Linked DNA regions of Mus musculus: region 2 is linked to region 1. A link is a contact called in public HiChIP or PLAC-seq data. All regions are on one chromosome and are shown on one strand. Each heading gives the region's core, a stretch centred on a gene start, on an enhancer-like site or on the middle of the called end of the contact. The rest is flanking DNA. Distances are from core to core; before and after follow the strand shown. Region 1 holds the start of Slc2a6 (solute carrier family 2 (facilitated glucose transporter), member 6). Region 2 overlaps Vav2 (vav 2 oncogene).

Region 1 (7,407 bases), core at 1,967-4,466:
AAATATCATGATGCTGGGCATGGTGGCACACGCCTTTAATCCCAGCACTCGGGAGGCAGAGGCAGGTGGATTTCTGAGTTCGAGGCCACCCTGGTCTACAAAGTGAGTTCCAGGACAGCCAGAGCTACACAGAGAAACCGAGAAACCCTGTCTCCAAAAAAAAAAAAAAAAAAAAAAAAAAAAAGAAAGAAAAGAAAAAGAAAAGAAGGAAGGAAGGAAGGAAGAAAGAAAATATCATGAGAGTACAGTCTCACCCCTTTTGGAAAGGTACTGAGGTTAGAATGGGTGTAGCAGGAGCCAAGAGGATGCTGGGAGCAAGAGGAAGTAGCTGGAGGTGAGTCTCCCTGAACGGGTAAGCAAGGGAGATCCCAGAGACAGCAGAGGCTTGTAAGGGAAGGGAAGTTGGAAGCAGAAAGCAGCAGGGAGATCCATGGCCTCATGGGAAAGGAGTCCACCTGTTGCCTTGGTAGAGAAGGTCTGATCTCAGCTAGGGGGAACAGAAGTGTCACTAGGACCGGCTTGGGCTTGGCTCCCAATCCTTGTTTTCACAAACTACCAGTGGGGCAGGAGCCCATAGAAGAAAAGGCAAGAAGGGACAGTGTGCCCATGTGTAACTTTGCTCTCATTTGAGGCAAATGTGAAAAAGAGAAGCAACTATTGCAAGTTGGCCGCTGACCTTCACATATGCAGCATGCACTACCACACGCATGCGCACACGCACACTCGAGCAACATGTAAATTTTTTTCGTCTGAAAGGCCCTGAAGCCTGGGATCACACACAGCACACATGGTCAAAGCTGAACAGTGCCTCCATTTTCTGTCATGGGCTTCAGGGACCAACCCACAGTGCCAAATTGGGGCAAGCCCCAGCTGCTCTCTTTGCTCCCCTCTCTTCCCCTAAATTTGAGCCAAGGTCATTCTTGGTTATGGGAATGGTGGGTGAGGGAAAGAAAGCATCCCAGTGAGCCAAATGAGAAGAGCCTGTCAAAGGCTTCACCCTCCTACATCACATCCCACAGACAAGGACCACATGGGAGCATGGGAAAGAAACATGGTAAGACACAGGGAACTTGCCTTGCCAGCAGAATATAGTGACCCGCTCTGTCCTGGGCTGGTGAGATGGCTCAGTGGGTAAAGATGCTTGCTACCTAAACTAGACAATCTGAGTCCAGCTTCTGGGACCACAGGGTAGAAGAAGAGAACTGATTATCTCCAGTTGTTCACTTATGTCTTCTCTCTCTATGGTACTCACTCTCTCTCTCTCTCTCTCTCTCACACACACACACACACACACACACACACACACACACACACACACATAAACAAACAAAATGTAGTAAAATATATTTTCAAAAAAGGTCCTTAAATAATCCCTGGCAGGCCACCAGGGAATATAGTAAATTCCAGGTCACCCATAGCTAAATAGAGAGACCTTCCCCTCCGCCCCCATTTTTTTTTTTAAATTTTTTAAGGAGCAACTATGACATTTCCTTAAAAGCTGCATTGCCAGGACACAGGAAGTGGGATACAGAACTGATTGTGTGAGAGATGTCCTCAAAGGCCACCAAGATTGCATGTCTGACTACCTACCTAACAACCCCAAGTATTTAGTGGTCTAAGGCAGGAGTATTGAAAGGCCAGTCTGGACAACCTGGTGAAACTTATCTCAGAGTAAGATAGGGCTGTGGCTCAGTTAATGTAGTGCCTGCCTGGGTCCAATCCCTAGCACAGAATGAATCCAGGGCTGCAGTCCCAATTGGAGGTGGAGGCCAGAGGATAAAATTAAAGTGGGTGGCTACCTAGAAAGTTTGATGCCAGCTTGGAATACATCAGACCCTGTCTCAAATGACAAAGGAGTGGAAGGGGCCTGAAGAGATGGTTCAGCGGTTACAAGACCAGGTCCTATATGCTCTGGCTCCCATTACTATTTGGTGACTGACCGGCCTGTAACTCCAGCTCCTACAAGTCCATCATTTCAGCTTCAGGAGCACAGACTCACAGACAGACATAAAATTTAAAAATTATATATCTTAAGTTTTTCACATGTTTGGGTGTTTTGTCTGTACCACATAAAAGCTGATGCCAAAAGGCACCAATTGTCCTGGAAATGGAGGTAAGAGGAGGGTTGTGTGCCAACCCGTGGGGCTGGGAAATCAAACCTGAGTCCTTGCAAGAGCAGCCAGTGCTCTCAGGCTCCCAAAATTATGTATAACACACACACACACACACACACACACACACACACTCAGCTTGGATGTGAAGTGGAACACCACTCACTGAAAGTTCACCTCCCCACTAAGTAACAGACAGGCAAGGCAAACACAGGAAGGAAAGACGTCCAGCCAGGGTGGGTCGCAGCAGTTTTGTGGTCTCTACTGTCCTCTCTAGAAGTGTTTCTAAAGGGGAACTGAGACTTCTACAACACCCTTTACTGTTTTAATAGCCTGGTAACAAAGGGTCAGTTTATAAATGTGAACAGGAAGTAAGTCCACTCCTGTGACTGAAAAAGTCCAAAGACACAGATAGGCATCTTGATTGTGGCTTTTTCCACCTCCTAGAGAAGTTTCTGTTTCGTTTTTTTTGGTCATTTTATACCATTACTGGAATGATTTTGAACAGTGCAAGCTATTTGGACAACCAGGAAATCCCAGAGATCAGGAATGTAGCTCAGAGACAGATTGCTTGCTAGCAGAGAGAAGCCTTGGGGTTTGTCCACAGCTATGGGGTGAGACACCGCAGGGCACCTGCTGGAGTTACCCCTAATTGTTTCTGCTCCACCCTCCTCCTACTTACTGTACACACCCAAAGTAGTGATTCATTGGAGTCAACTAGGGTTAGGAGGCGAGAAGTGAAGTGGCAGGTGTAGAAGTGACATCTATGTGACGGGAGAGGGCACAGAACAGGGCCAAGCAAGGCAATAATAAAAAAATATATAATAATAACAATCCTCCGTGTGACCTTGGCAAGCTTACGACTCTCTGGGCTTCTCCTCCATAAAGCCAGACCCAGCCATGGAGCAGTCCACGCTCTTAGCCTGGCGAAAGGGTGCTCAGGCGGCCCTGCCCTAGAAGCGGGTTTCCCCGGCAGAATCCAGCGCCTCAAGGCGCACGCGATGGGACACGCCCGGGAGCCCGATCGCACCCTGCATCCGAGGCGTGCGGCTGTCTCATTGGACAGCACGGCTCTGCAGGGCCGCCCTGCAGCCAATCGCATCTGTAGGGCGGAGCTTCGCCTGCTGTGCTGAGGGCTCAGGCAGATGCTTTAGCTCTGCAGTGGAGTCCCGCTGTATCTGACCATCCGCGCTGGCCATGCAGGAACCCCTGCTAAGAACCGAGGGACTCGACTATGATACCTTCCCCGAGGTGCCCGCGACTCCTGGAGAGAGAGAACGAGCCGGGTGAGAGTCTCAGGGTGTGGGCATGGGAGGTTGGGATGGCCTTATCTCCAGCAGACGATACACATCTTGGGCCATTACTGACTTCTGGTGAGTGGCCACCAAGAGTCATCTGACTCTTTCTTACCGCATGCTCGCAAGTCCTATTTAAAGAACTGGACCACCATAAAGAAGAGAGCCTCCAAAGGAATACTGGGTGGGATCCCCACCTGCCACAGGGGGAGGACATGGGTCTTGCCTAAGATCACAGAACAAGCTTTGAGCATCACAACAGGAGGCAAAAACCACAATTTCTTTTCTGGAGAAAACGGGCACCAGCCCCAGCCGACAGCCTGGGGATTTCCCAGAGCTGCTGCTAAGGCCTGAAGACAACTTGACTGGCCCTGGACCCAGGCCTCTCCTGGTTATCTGCCGAGCTGGATGGTCATGGGCTCGGGGAAGGCAGCAGTCTGGGAACTCAGGGTCCATTTAAAGGACTTGTCCTTGGTCCTTTGGTTCTACCCCATCCCCCACCAGGGCCTTGAAAAACAGAAGGGTGTTCCTGGCTACCTTCGCCGCTGTGCTGGGCAATTTCAGCTTTGGGTATGCCTTGGTCTACACATCTCCAGTCATCCCTGAACTGAAGCTCTCTTCTGACCCAGCACTACACCTGGACAAAATCCAGGCATCCTGGTTTGGGGTGAGGCCTGTTCTCTAAATCAGATGGGGTAGTGGAGGGAGCATGGGCCCACTCAACCTGCTTACCACAGGGAACTAAAATCACCTAGCCTTGGAACCTCCCCTAGAGCACCGGTATCTCTCCCTAACACGCATTCCCGTCTGCTAGCGGTGATGGCAAGTGACATGAGGAAGTGACATCCTGCAGAGATGTGGGCCAGGGCTGAGGGGAAGATTTCCCAACCCCATACCCAAAGCCAGGCTGCCACAGCAGAGCTGACATCCTCCTGGGTGCCTGGAGGCAGTCACACCAGATGCTAGCGGGATGAGAGGTGCCATATGGACAAGGACAGAACGTGGCTAAACAGAGCCCAGGAGCCCAAGACTTTAACGTTAGAATGTCAGTAGACCCTGAGTTAGGACTGCGACTTGACAGCAAAGCTGGAAAGATTTGGGGTCTCCTGAGCATTTCAAATGGGGTGGGAATGTGCAAGGCGCACAGCACATGCTGAGCACATGCTAGACACTTCGTGAAATATCTTCACCCCTGAGGTTAACTATGTTTTTCCCATAACGCAACTAAGAAACTGAGGCCACACTGTGTGCCCTGGTCCCACTGCTCATGAGTGGCAGACTCCAGCCAAATTCTTTATTCCTCAACAACTCCAATGACCCCCAAATCTTAAAGTCCCAGGCCTACAAGTCATAGGGTTCTCTTTGGTAGTGTGTGAGCCATAGAAAATGCCTTTAACTTCAGCACTTGGGAGGCTGAAGGAGGAAGATCATGTTCTTGAGGCCTGCTTGGGCTCAAAAAAATATTGGACACTCCTGGACAGAGCCACTGTAGACAGGCGCCCCCTCTCCTCAAAGCACCTCTGGAGTAGAACATTTATGGTACCTTTACATATAGTTGTCCACAGGCTGCTGTGCACCTCTGCCAACAGGGGACTCTACCAATGAATGCCTGGGTTTTGGGTCAGCTCTGGAGGAACTCTCTCTAGACTCCGGTGGGGGTGAGAGCTCTTAAAGCCACTTATCTTCTTGTACCCCTGCAGTCCGTGTTCACCTTGGGTGCCGCAGCAGGGGGCCTCAGTGCTATGTTACTCAATGACCTCCTGGGCCGGAAGCTCAGCATCATGTTCTCAGCTGTCCCCTCAGCCATTGGCTATGCAATCATGGCCGGTGCCCGTGGCCTCTGGATGCTTCTGTTGGGGAGGATGCTGACGGGCTTTGCCGGGGGACTCACTGCTGCCTGCATCCCGGTAAGGCCAGATGTCTCCATTGCCTTGGGGCTGTTCTAGACCACCCCTGCCTCTGAGCCTTTGCTCAGTGAAAGTGTGTGGGGTTCACTACATTGCCCAGAAAACCTCAGCTTCCTCCACCAAAGCAGCTGACATCATTGTCACCCAAAACTTCCTACCCTGTGTTTTGACCTCAGTTCCATGCATTGCTCAACTGAAAAAATTTGCATTGCACAAGGGATGTGAAGGGAAGTTCCAGCCCACCTCCACCTCCACCTCCACCCAACTGCTTACCTCATGTAATACTCCATACACAAACTTATCCTCTGACCAAGCCCAGAAAAGAGGTCACTAGGGTAAATACAGATGCCTGCTCAGCCCCAAGTCTGAGGCCCCTGGGCTTGGTTGGGTCCCCCGACCCATACCCGCCAGAGCTGAGAGCTTCTGTATACTTCTTTGCTAGGGAAGGGAAGGTCAGAGCTCTGGTCAGAACAAGACTTCTGCCAGCTTCTCCAGGCTCCCAAGTCCCTCGATCACCCCAGTGGACCCAGGAACATGAATTCCCCACTAAAGTCCAAGTTGGGGCATGTGCCTTACAGGTGTACGTGTCTGAGATTGCACCCCCTGATGTTCGTGGGGCCCTGGGGGCCACACCGCAGCTCATGGCCGTGTTTGGATCCCTGTCTCTCTACGCCCTTGGCAAGTACCATCCTGCACTCCAGTGTTCAGGTTCTGGAGATGGGGGGAATGGAACTCTTCCTGAAGAAAGTCGGCACTGATAGACAGGACACCTGGCTTCCTAGCCCCATCTCTGAGCACTGAGGTCTATCCTACCGCAGCAGCTTCGGACCACCTTCCCACAGCACAAGGGTCCTGTCAGTTCGTGAGGGAAGCCCATACAGGATTTGGCCTGCCTGGGTGATGGGGGTGAGAGCCCCAGGCCCAGCCTTCCCAATACTCTCCCATTATACTGAGGCTGTTTAGGGATCCCACTTTAGTGCCAGGGTCCAGGCAATTCCTGAAGCCCCACACTGCCCTTACTACAGGGTCTTGGGCAATCAGGGAGCTAGGCTGGGGAGCAGTGAGGTCACTCAGGCCCCATCCCCTCACTGAAGCCTCTCTCACCAGGTCTGCTGCTACCTTGGCGATGGCTTGCTGTGGCTGGAGAGGGGCCGGTTCTCATCATGATCCTGCTGCTCAGCTTCATGCCCAACTCTCCTCGCTTCTTGCTCTCAAAGAGCCGGGATGAGGAGGCACTGCAGGCGCTGACCTGGCTGCGAGCTGACTCCGAGGTCCATTGGGAGTTTGAGCAGATCCAGGACAACGTGCGGAGACAGGTGCAGCATGTGTGGTAGAGCTTGATCAGGCCCCGACAGAGAAAGCTCTGTGTAGCCTCGGACAGTCACTAGACCTCTCTGTGCCTTGGTTGGTTGCCTTTCCTCAAACAAGAGCGAGCGGTTCCTGCTAGTGTGCAGAGCCCTTGCAGCCTCCTGTGGTTGGGCCTCTCCTAGACTCACAAGTGCCAAGACAGGGTGGCCAGGGCTAGAGAGCCTGGCATAGCCCTCAACGGCAGCTTTGTGTTCCAGAGTAGCCGAGTGTCGTGGGCGGAAGCCCGGGAACCCCGTGTGTACCGGCCTGTTCTCATTGCAGTACTGATGCGCTTTCTGCAGCAGCTGACAGGCATCACACCCATCCTGGTGTACCTACAGACCATCTTCGACAACACATCCGTGGTGCTGGTGAGAACCCACTCGGCCAGCACTGCCCAGAGCCCTGACAGGCAGGGCAGCCAGGAAGTTAGTGGCTGAGACCTGGATGCCTCTCATTCACAACCTGTCTCAATACATTCTTCTCAAGCGAAGCTTAAGTGCTTTAAAATATGCAGAAGAACAGAAGAAAACAATGTAATAGGATATATAACTCTTGGGACAGTGGCCCCCAGGCTCAGATCCCAGGAGGGACTAGAAGGTCCCTGGAGCCCAGTTCCACCCCAGGTTCTTCCTGCTATGAGGTGTAAAGATAAGGGTGACTCAAGTCGACCACTGCTGTCCAACCAGGGGCTGTGCCCACTATGGCTAGTAGCAGGCACAGCAGACATGCCCCTGCTGGGGCACA
Region 2 (7,803 bases), core at 1,316-3,815, 260 kb before region 1:
GACATGGCCACACAAGACCGTGTGATCAATGCAGTTCTCTAACTGAAGTGCCCTCAGTGAAAACTAATACAGCAGGGAATCTAAAAGCCTTTAATGTCCCCAATGCAAAGCAGAAAACCATTCATCCAGCCAGTGTCTGGGCTGTCACTGCCCTGGAGCTAAGCTTTCCTCAGGGTTGCAGTACACACTCCATGCAACTCTGTTAGCTGGCTGCTTTGCCTCCGGAGCTCTACTGTCTCTGTGGGAATCTCCTTCCCAGACGTGCACTTCTGTGACTCCTGCCAGGGTGCACAGGGCCACACACGCTCAGATCTGTCGCTGCTGTTGATTTAGAACAAAACCCACCCTTTATAAACTGTGGCTTCTGGTAGGGAGCTGCCAGTAGCAAGGTTTGTAGGCTGGCCCTTGAAGTGATCCCAGAAGCAAGAGAGGCCATAAGGGAGGTAGGAACTGGCTCCAGGATGTGGGTCTGGCTTTTGTGTGCCGGGGATTTCCTCTCTGCTCTGCTTTCTGGGTAGGATCCCTGCTGTTCTGTCCCAGCCGCCCCTGGGCATTGCTTCCAGACCATTTCAAACTTTCTGAAGCAAAGTGAGCACTGCCCCCTGGTGACTGACTAGAGGATTGCAGTACTATGTAGGGCTCATACCTTCCCCCCACTCCATCTCCCCCAGCCACTTACAGAATACCCAGGCTCTTCAGGGAAGGTGGGACAGGGGCTTCGTGAGAGCAGAAAGGTCTAAACAGTGGCTGTGTGTGACCCACTGTGGCTTATCCATGCTGGGCTGCATCTCCATTCTGACACAGAAGGCCTTCTGAGTGAGGGGAACCTGGATTTGGGGGTTCCCAGCACCCTCTTCAGCATAGTGTGTACTCTGGGTTCAAATGTTGTGTTCTTCACCTTATTCCTTCCTGGTTCCCTGTGTGTGGTGGTTTTTACTCCCATAGCCCAGAGTTGGAGTGGCCCCAGGCAAGATGGAGGAAGAGTGTGGAATGACCAGCTGGGCTAGGAAGGGGCTGGGAGGTCACCCCGTGTGTGACTCAGTGCCCTGATCCTGTCTTGATTTCCAGGACTTGGCCATGTACATCAATGAAGTGAAGCGGGACAAGGAGACCTTGAAGAAGATTAGCGAGTTCCAGTGCTCCATAGAAAACCTGGTAAGCCGTGGCTGCCTGCGAAGCCTGCCGGGAGTAGGAGGGAGGTCGGGCAGTATCAGCCTTCATCCAGTTCTACCTACTGTGCGGATGAGGTCATCCACGTGTAGGGCTCAGGAGATGGATGTCCTATTGACAGCCTGGCTCTCTTTCTCCCTTCCCAGCCTGAACCCCAGGCTGTGGCGACCAGAGGCAGGACGCTTCGTCTGCTCTGTGGCCCTCCTGTTTCCCTGTCCTCAGGGTGGGCAGTGGGCAGGGTTCGGCTTGGGGGTGGGGCCACGGTCATCTCAACCTGAGAGCTGGCCCTCAGCTTGCCCCTTGTCTAGGAATCAGACTGGGGGCTGTCAGTCAGGGTTGGCCCTCTCTCAGGCATACTCCGGGGAGAAGAGATGAGCTGTTCCTGGACTCAGCCCTGCTTGGCCCCATGTTGGGTCTAGGTCTCTCTGTGTTGGGGTGTTCTGCAATAGGAGACCTTAAGCACGCCCTTGCCCCCACCCATCGGATGCTAATAGCGCCCTCAACCCCAAGTGATGACTGCTCCTCCAAATGCCGTCTGATTCCCAGAGTCATTTTGATATTGAACCATTGATTTTTTTCCCCGCTCAAACATCCCCTCTTCTTGGAGATTTTCCTGGAGAGCTTGGCGAAGTAGAAACCTGGAAGCCCGATATCTAGGCTGGCATACCCATCTTCATCTCCAGAGGAACCCTCTACAGAGCTGGCTGGCTCATCAGAGGGCAAGGAGAACTGCCAAGCAGTGTCTGATGAGTGCTCTGTCTACATGTGTGCTTGCACGCCAGAAGAGGGCGTCAGACCCGGGACAGATGGTTGTGAGCCACCATGTGGTTGCTGGGAATCAAACTCAGAGCCTCTTAACCGCTGGGCCATCTCTCCAGCCCATTCTTATGTGTCATGAGTGTGACCTGAAGCATGAACATTTGTGGGGTTCAGACCATTTGCCAGTCATCCCTGCTTTCTGATCACTGCACAGTTAACACACTGCTTTTGAACACAGGGGAGTTTGCTTTGGTGTTGTGAGTCATGTTTGCTCTTTAAATGACAAGGAATGGGATGTGAGTGTGGTTTAGTTGGCAGAGTGCTTGCCTTTCATGCACAGGGCCCTGAGTAAACTGGACTCAGGGGCACTAACTGTAATCCAGCATCGGGGGCAGGGGAGGAGGAAGGCGGAGGCAGGAGGATCAGCGTTGTCTTTGGCCACACAGCATCCAGGCCAGTGTGGGATACTCCAGGCCCTATCTCACAAAGAACGGTGATCCATGGATCTCGGTGTTTCTGGTATATGACAGCCAAGCTGCATGCAGTCTTGGTGCTGTCTCTAGGAGAAGGCACCTGGATTTATATGTCCTGTGTGATGGGGACAAAGGGGCATAGCAGAGTCCCCGAGCAGATGTGAATCATGCTCTGTGTCAGGCCAAGGCCAGCCTCTGTCATACTGAAGTCAGACCTAGGAGTTTTCACAGAGTACAGGGACCAGGCCTCCAGGCCCATGTGACCACCCACAGGCATAGCCACTTCCCCTGGAACCCGACCTCTGCCTTCTCCTGAATAGACTTGTCCCTTGAAGAGGATACAGAGGACAGTGGAAAGGCAGATCTCTCTGTATTAAACAGAACAGAGAGGCACAGTCCAAGCAGAAGCGGAAATGGAGACTTGATGGCCAGTGGTGGCGGGGCTGGGCATAGATTGCTTTCTGTGGAGGATGAACCCGGCTGGACCCCGCCTGTGGTTGCCGCTCAGTCCAGTGGTGCTGCTTGCTTGCTTTATTTGCTCTCTTAGGGCTGGACCTCTGGCTTTTCCTACAGCTCCGGGTTCCACACAAGGGCCGCCTGTGAGCATGACCAGACCATCAATTGCCCTTTGTTCCCAGGGCTCAAGGGAGTCCCCATTGTGGCCCCCTGAGAGGGGACAGGCTTGGCTCATTCATGGGCTACCCAGTCACCGTAGGCACATTTTCCTAGATCACACCTGGGTCTTTCTGTCCTGCCCTGGGCATGCCTACTTTTCTCCCTGTCTAGCAATGCAGAGGTTGTCCACCCTTGGACTAACAGTCCTTGCCTTTCCAGCAAGTGAAGCTGGAGGAATTTGGGAGGCCAAAGATTGACGGGGAGCTTAAAGTCCGGTCCATAGTCAACCACACCAAGCAAGACAGGTGAGTGGGGTGATGTTCGGCACCCCATCCCCCTTTAGCCTGGGGACCCCACTCCTAGGAGGCCTGAGACAGACCCTCCTGTGGGAAGAAGGACAGCAAGGCAGGCGCCATGCAGCTGTTTAAATCACTTCCTTTCCTCTCTCCACAATTCCTCTGTGTCTGTCACACAGCAATAGCCACAAAAGGGCACTGCCCTGCCTGTGGTGGGCTGTGAGCTGGCCTGGGAGTCGAAGCTGGGACACAGAGAGGTCTGGCCTCTGGGGAGCTCCTTGCCCAGTGGGAGTAGATAGGCAGGTGTGGGCGGAGTCAGGACAAGTCAGCCGTCTAGGAAACGTCACAACAGACTTGGGTTCTGGGGGCACAGAGGAGAGAATTGGTAGTGGCCTTTGAATAGTGCTCCAAGGGAGATAAAGACAGAGGGCCGAGGATCTTCTGCATGAAGGTGGCATTCAGGACGACTTTATGGGAGCAGTGGCTTCCTGACCGAGAGTCATTGTGCCATGTGGACCTGACAGAAAGGAGGGTCTCACCTTGGAGAGAGGGCAGCCTGTACAAGCCTTGGCCCTCTTGGTTTAACACACTGGCTGTGGTCTCAGGGACAGGAGTCAGGCAGGGATATAGGCTCTTCACACAGAGCATGGCTGTCCTGACACTGGGTGCCCTATGTGGCCAGGTACCTGTTCCTATTTGACAAGGTGGTCATCGTGTGCAAGAGGAAGGGCTACAGCTATGAGCTGAAGGAGGTCATTGAGCTGCTCTTCCACAAGATGACCGATGACCCGATGCACAACAAGGACATCAAGAAGGTGGGTCTGGGTCTGGAGAGGGGCCAGGTGCAGGGTCCTAACCCCAGGGCCAGCACATCAGGTGTCCCCTGCTGGCCTCCCTTTGTCATTATGACTGGCTGGTAGTTCCCATGGTGGGTCATAGGCATCCTTAAGACTCTAGCTTCCTAGAAGCAGAAGGGAGGTCATGCTTAGGGTACCAGTAAGAGCCTCGTTCCCAGCCTTGACTTTTTAGTCTCAGTGGACCTGACTAGTTCTTCATTGTCTGTTGTAACAGCTCCATTCTTGCTCTGTCTCTTTTGCTGGGGGCTGGCTTGTGGTTTGTCAGGCTCTGAAAGCCAGTGGACTAGGACTGCTGGAAAAGGGGCTGTGGGTTCTAGGGGGTAGGGCTGTAGCTGTAGGGGGTGGGGCTGTAGGGGTGGGGCTATGGGTACTGAGGCTATGGCTGTGGCTGTGAGGGGGTGGGAAACACAGTCTTGCTTCTGAGTACACCACCTTGTGTGTGTGTGTGGCCCTATGCTGGGTTGGGAACAAGAGCCAGTGGCTAAAGGCTCTGACCTTCTGTAAGTCCCCATATAGGACCAAACACAAGCTCTTCCTAACCCTGGTGTCTGAAGCAGGAGACAGTGACCAAGGCTAATTTCCAAGCTCCAAGACTTCTTATGAAGCCTTGGGAGACCACCTAGAGTGTTTGATGTGTTCTTACCGTCCTGGGCTCTCAGCCTGCCCAGGCTGCAATGTGGCCTGGCCAAGCCTCTTAATGACCTGTCTCCCTTTCCTTCCCTCTTCATGCTTCCTAGTCTCATGGGAAGATGGTAAGCCCCTGGTGCTCTCCCCCTGCCCCAGTGCTGCCCCGAGCTGCCCTTTCCAGACTTGTGGGTCTGGGAAGATCAGGCTCGTGGCCCTCCTCCTCCTCCTTCCTCTACATCTCAGTCAAGAAAGTGACACATATTTGTGGCAAAAGACTCTCGATTTGTAGGTGTGACCTGGAAGCCAGCCTGCTCTCCTTCCTGGGAGGTAAAGATCAGAGGTCACTGAGCAATGGCAGGCGAGGCTTCGTGATCTCTGCCCTGCAAATCCGTCCTCCTCACTCCCTCCTTCCTCTTCCCCATGTTCCTCTCTCTATCTCTCTCTCCCTCCCTCATCCCTCCACTTCTAACAGACTAAGCTACACTTTACCTGGCATCATTCGGAAGCCCTTTTCTCAAGCCTGTATATTTGGCAGGCCAGTAGGTCAGGCCTGGCTGCTGGGTTGCTCAGTTTGGTCAGACTCTCAACCATCTGACCCCAGCCTTTGTTTTTCCTGTTGTTTTAAACTCAGGAATTGTTTTTTAACCCAGGAAGTGAAAGTGAGTGGGCGGGGCTATGGGCTGCTCTTGGGCTGGTTCCTGGGTACCACTCCTGAGGAGTCTCAGGGACAGCAAGGATTTGGGTTGAAGTGCCCCGCGAAGGGGTGGAAAAAGAGTAGGAAGGATATCCTGATAAAGGGTGGGCCCTGAGCTTGGGCTGCCACATCTATGCACATACACACATAGTAGGCTTCCTACATACATAAAAGTGCACACAGCAGGGTCCCTGCATACCTACTCACATGCATGGGCACAGTAGGACACATAATGCACACACAACAGTATGCACACACACATGCATGCATATGAGCCCAACAGGATCTCTGCTTGCATACATGCATATATGCATGTGCACACAGTACTACCTATGTACCTGTACACATGGGTCCATGTGCAGAGCATGATCTACAGGTCAGCGCATGTCCACGCATGATGTCCACACATGTGAAAGGAACTGTGGACATCCAGACACAGGCTTGGGTGCACACACACAGACAGCTCTATGTCCAGGAACAGAAACAAGTACCCATGCACATGTGCACATTTAGACACAGTACAGACACACATCTTACACAGGAAAGCGTACATATACTTTAACACATGTTCCTAAACAACTTCACATATGAGAGCACCCTGGCCTGCTCAGGCAAGAACACAGTACACCCACAATCTCTAATGTGGGAGGACACACATATGGGCACACAGCTAGGCAAGAGTGTATATGTCTGTACACAAGAGTGTGTCACACAAGACGTAGGCACACACATCCACATGCAGTGTTAGTGAACTTGTGTGCACCTGATAGCATCCAAAACCATGCCAACTGCCAACTGCTCCTGTCTCCTACAAAGCCATGCCAGCTTCCAGCATGCCTCTGTCCCCACAGTGGTCCTATGGCTTCTACCTGATTCACCTCCAAGGAAAGCAAGGCTTTCAGTTCTTCTGCAAGACGGAAGACATGAAGCGGAAGTGGATGGAGCAGTTCGAGATGGCCATGTGAGTTTTGGGCAGGCCTGTTGGCTCCGGCTTCCTGACCTTCTCAGGGTCGTGGTGGGAGGTGGTTTTGACAGAGGCATCCGGTGTCCTGCTAGATGGGCAGAACCTCAGACTTGACAGCTAGGTTGTGACTTGGCTTGGAAGTCTAGGAAGTGCCCCATGTTGTTGAGGGGGCACCCCAACACATAGAGCAGAGGGGCTAAGGGGGTGGGAGTGGTGTGTGCCACTGGCTCTAGAGGCCCTATGGGTTTGGGGATTTCTGGGGAACATACCACTCCTTGAGACTTTCCACGTGGTGAGATTTAGGTACAAAGGACAAACCTTATGTGCACGACAGTTCCTCAGCATTCGGACCTATGGCAGGGGGCAGTGTGTAAGAACAAGTAACACCTGAGAACTAGTCACTAGATGGTTGTCCGATGGGTTTTAATGAATGGCCAATCTTTACACTTGCACAGGGGCCTATGTACAGTCCAAGTCACTGGAAAGCAAGCACTGTGTTGGTGACAGTTGACTTGATACCAGCTGGCCACTGAGTGACCACTGATTCATGTATAGTGTCAGAGGGTGAGCCATGTCCTGGCTCACAACAAGCTGCTCAGTTCTGAGGTTTTCCATGTAATGTTATCAGTCTACAATGGATTATAGGTAAACTATAGACCAGGAGGGACAACTGCCTTCACCTGCTAAGCTTGACACTCCTGGGCCATTTAATAACCTCTGCAGGGTGCTCACCCCGCGGGCACTCAGGCCTGAGCCCCTCCCTAACCCTCAGTCTTGCCCCCTGCCCATCTTAGGGAGAGCCAGGCTGGAGCGCAGATTCCTGGTGTGTGTAGCCAGGCTCCTCATGCAGTTGTCGCTGTATTTGTGGGCTTAGGGAGTGCCTGGCCATGGATCACCAGTTTTCTCCTCCACCAGGTCAAACATCAAGCCAGATAAGGCCAATGCCAACCATCATAGCTTCCAGATGTACACATTCGACAAGACTACCAACTGCAAAGCCTGCAAGATGTTTCTCAGGTAGGTGTCTTCTGTCTGTCCAACCCTGGGCTCCAGAATCCACTGTGTAGCTGCCCTGTGACACCGTGGCACCTGACCACCCCACCTTGGTGCCATGTAATGTCTCAAAGAACCAGGATGATAACTACGGGGGTCAGCAGCCATGGCTATTGGAGGGTCGGGTCCCCTGCTGGGGACCATGGAGTGAGGGGCCAGGCCAGGGTGGTCAGATGCTCCGGGATGGACTGTCAGCCATCGTGATGACTGGCTGAGCATGCAGGGAGCTGTGCCCCACCTCACCCCAACCCTCCCACACACAGGGGTACCTTCTACCAGGGATACCTGTGTACCA

Evidence for each region. HiChIP or PLAC-seq counts read pairs in DNA pulled down with a chosen protein or histone mark.
Region 2: a contact with region 1 is called in a FOXA1 HiChIP or PLAC-seq map of pancreatic cancer cells. The contact joins the enhancer-like site here to the promoter of Slc2a6 in region 1. A contact is called at or near these places in 4 of 39 promoter capture datasets (3T3-L1-derived adipocytes, cranial neural crest, embryonic stem cells and 1 more), 2 of 115 datasets of contacts at active chromatin or transcription factors (bone marrow-derived macrophages and pancreatic cancer cells) and 3 of 9 other capture datasets (adipose tissue, liver and pancreatic islet).

Annotation. Positions count from the first base shown.
Region 1 is chr2:27,023,807-27,031,213 of GRCm38.p6, reverse strand. It overlaps Slc2a6 (solute carrier family 2 (facilitated glucose transporter), member 6), which reads left to right and starts at 3,216. Exons shown (of 10, transcript NM_172659.2): 1 at 3,216-3,397; 2 at 3,911-4,073; 3 at 5,107-5,313; 4 at 5,892-5,991; 5 at 6,421-6,629; 6 at 6,879-7,031. The coding sequence starts at 3,309.
Region 2 is chr2:27,281,958-27,289,760 of GRCm38.p6, reverse strand. It overlaps Vav2 (vav 2 oncogene), which reads left to right. Exons shown (of 28, transcript NM_009500.2): 12 at 1,069-1,155; 13 at 3,237-3,322; 14 at 3,996-4,128; 15 at 6,343-6,452; 16 at 7,371-7,472; 17 at 7,772-7,803. Among named protein-coding and RNA genes, the nearest start is that of Sardh, 39 kb to the right of the region's middle. Within about 2 kb of position 2,565, at least 29 of the 459 cell types and tissues checked have an H3K27ac peak or open chromatin away from gene starts, as enhancers often do. A contact at or near this core is called in pancreatic cancer cells, where this site is marked.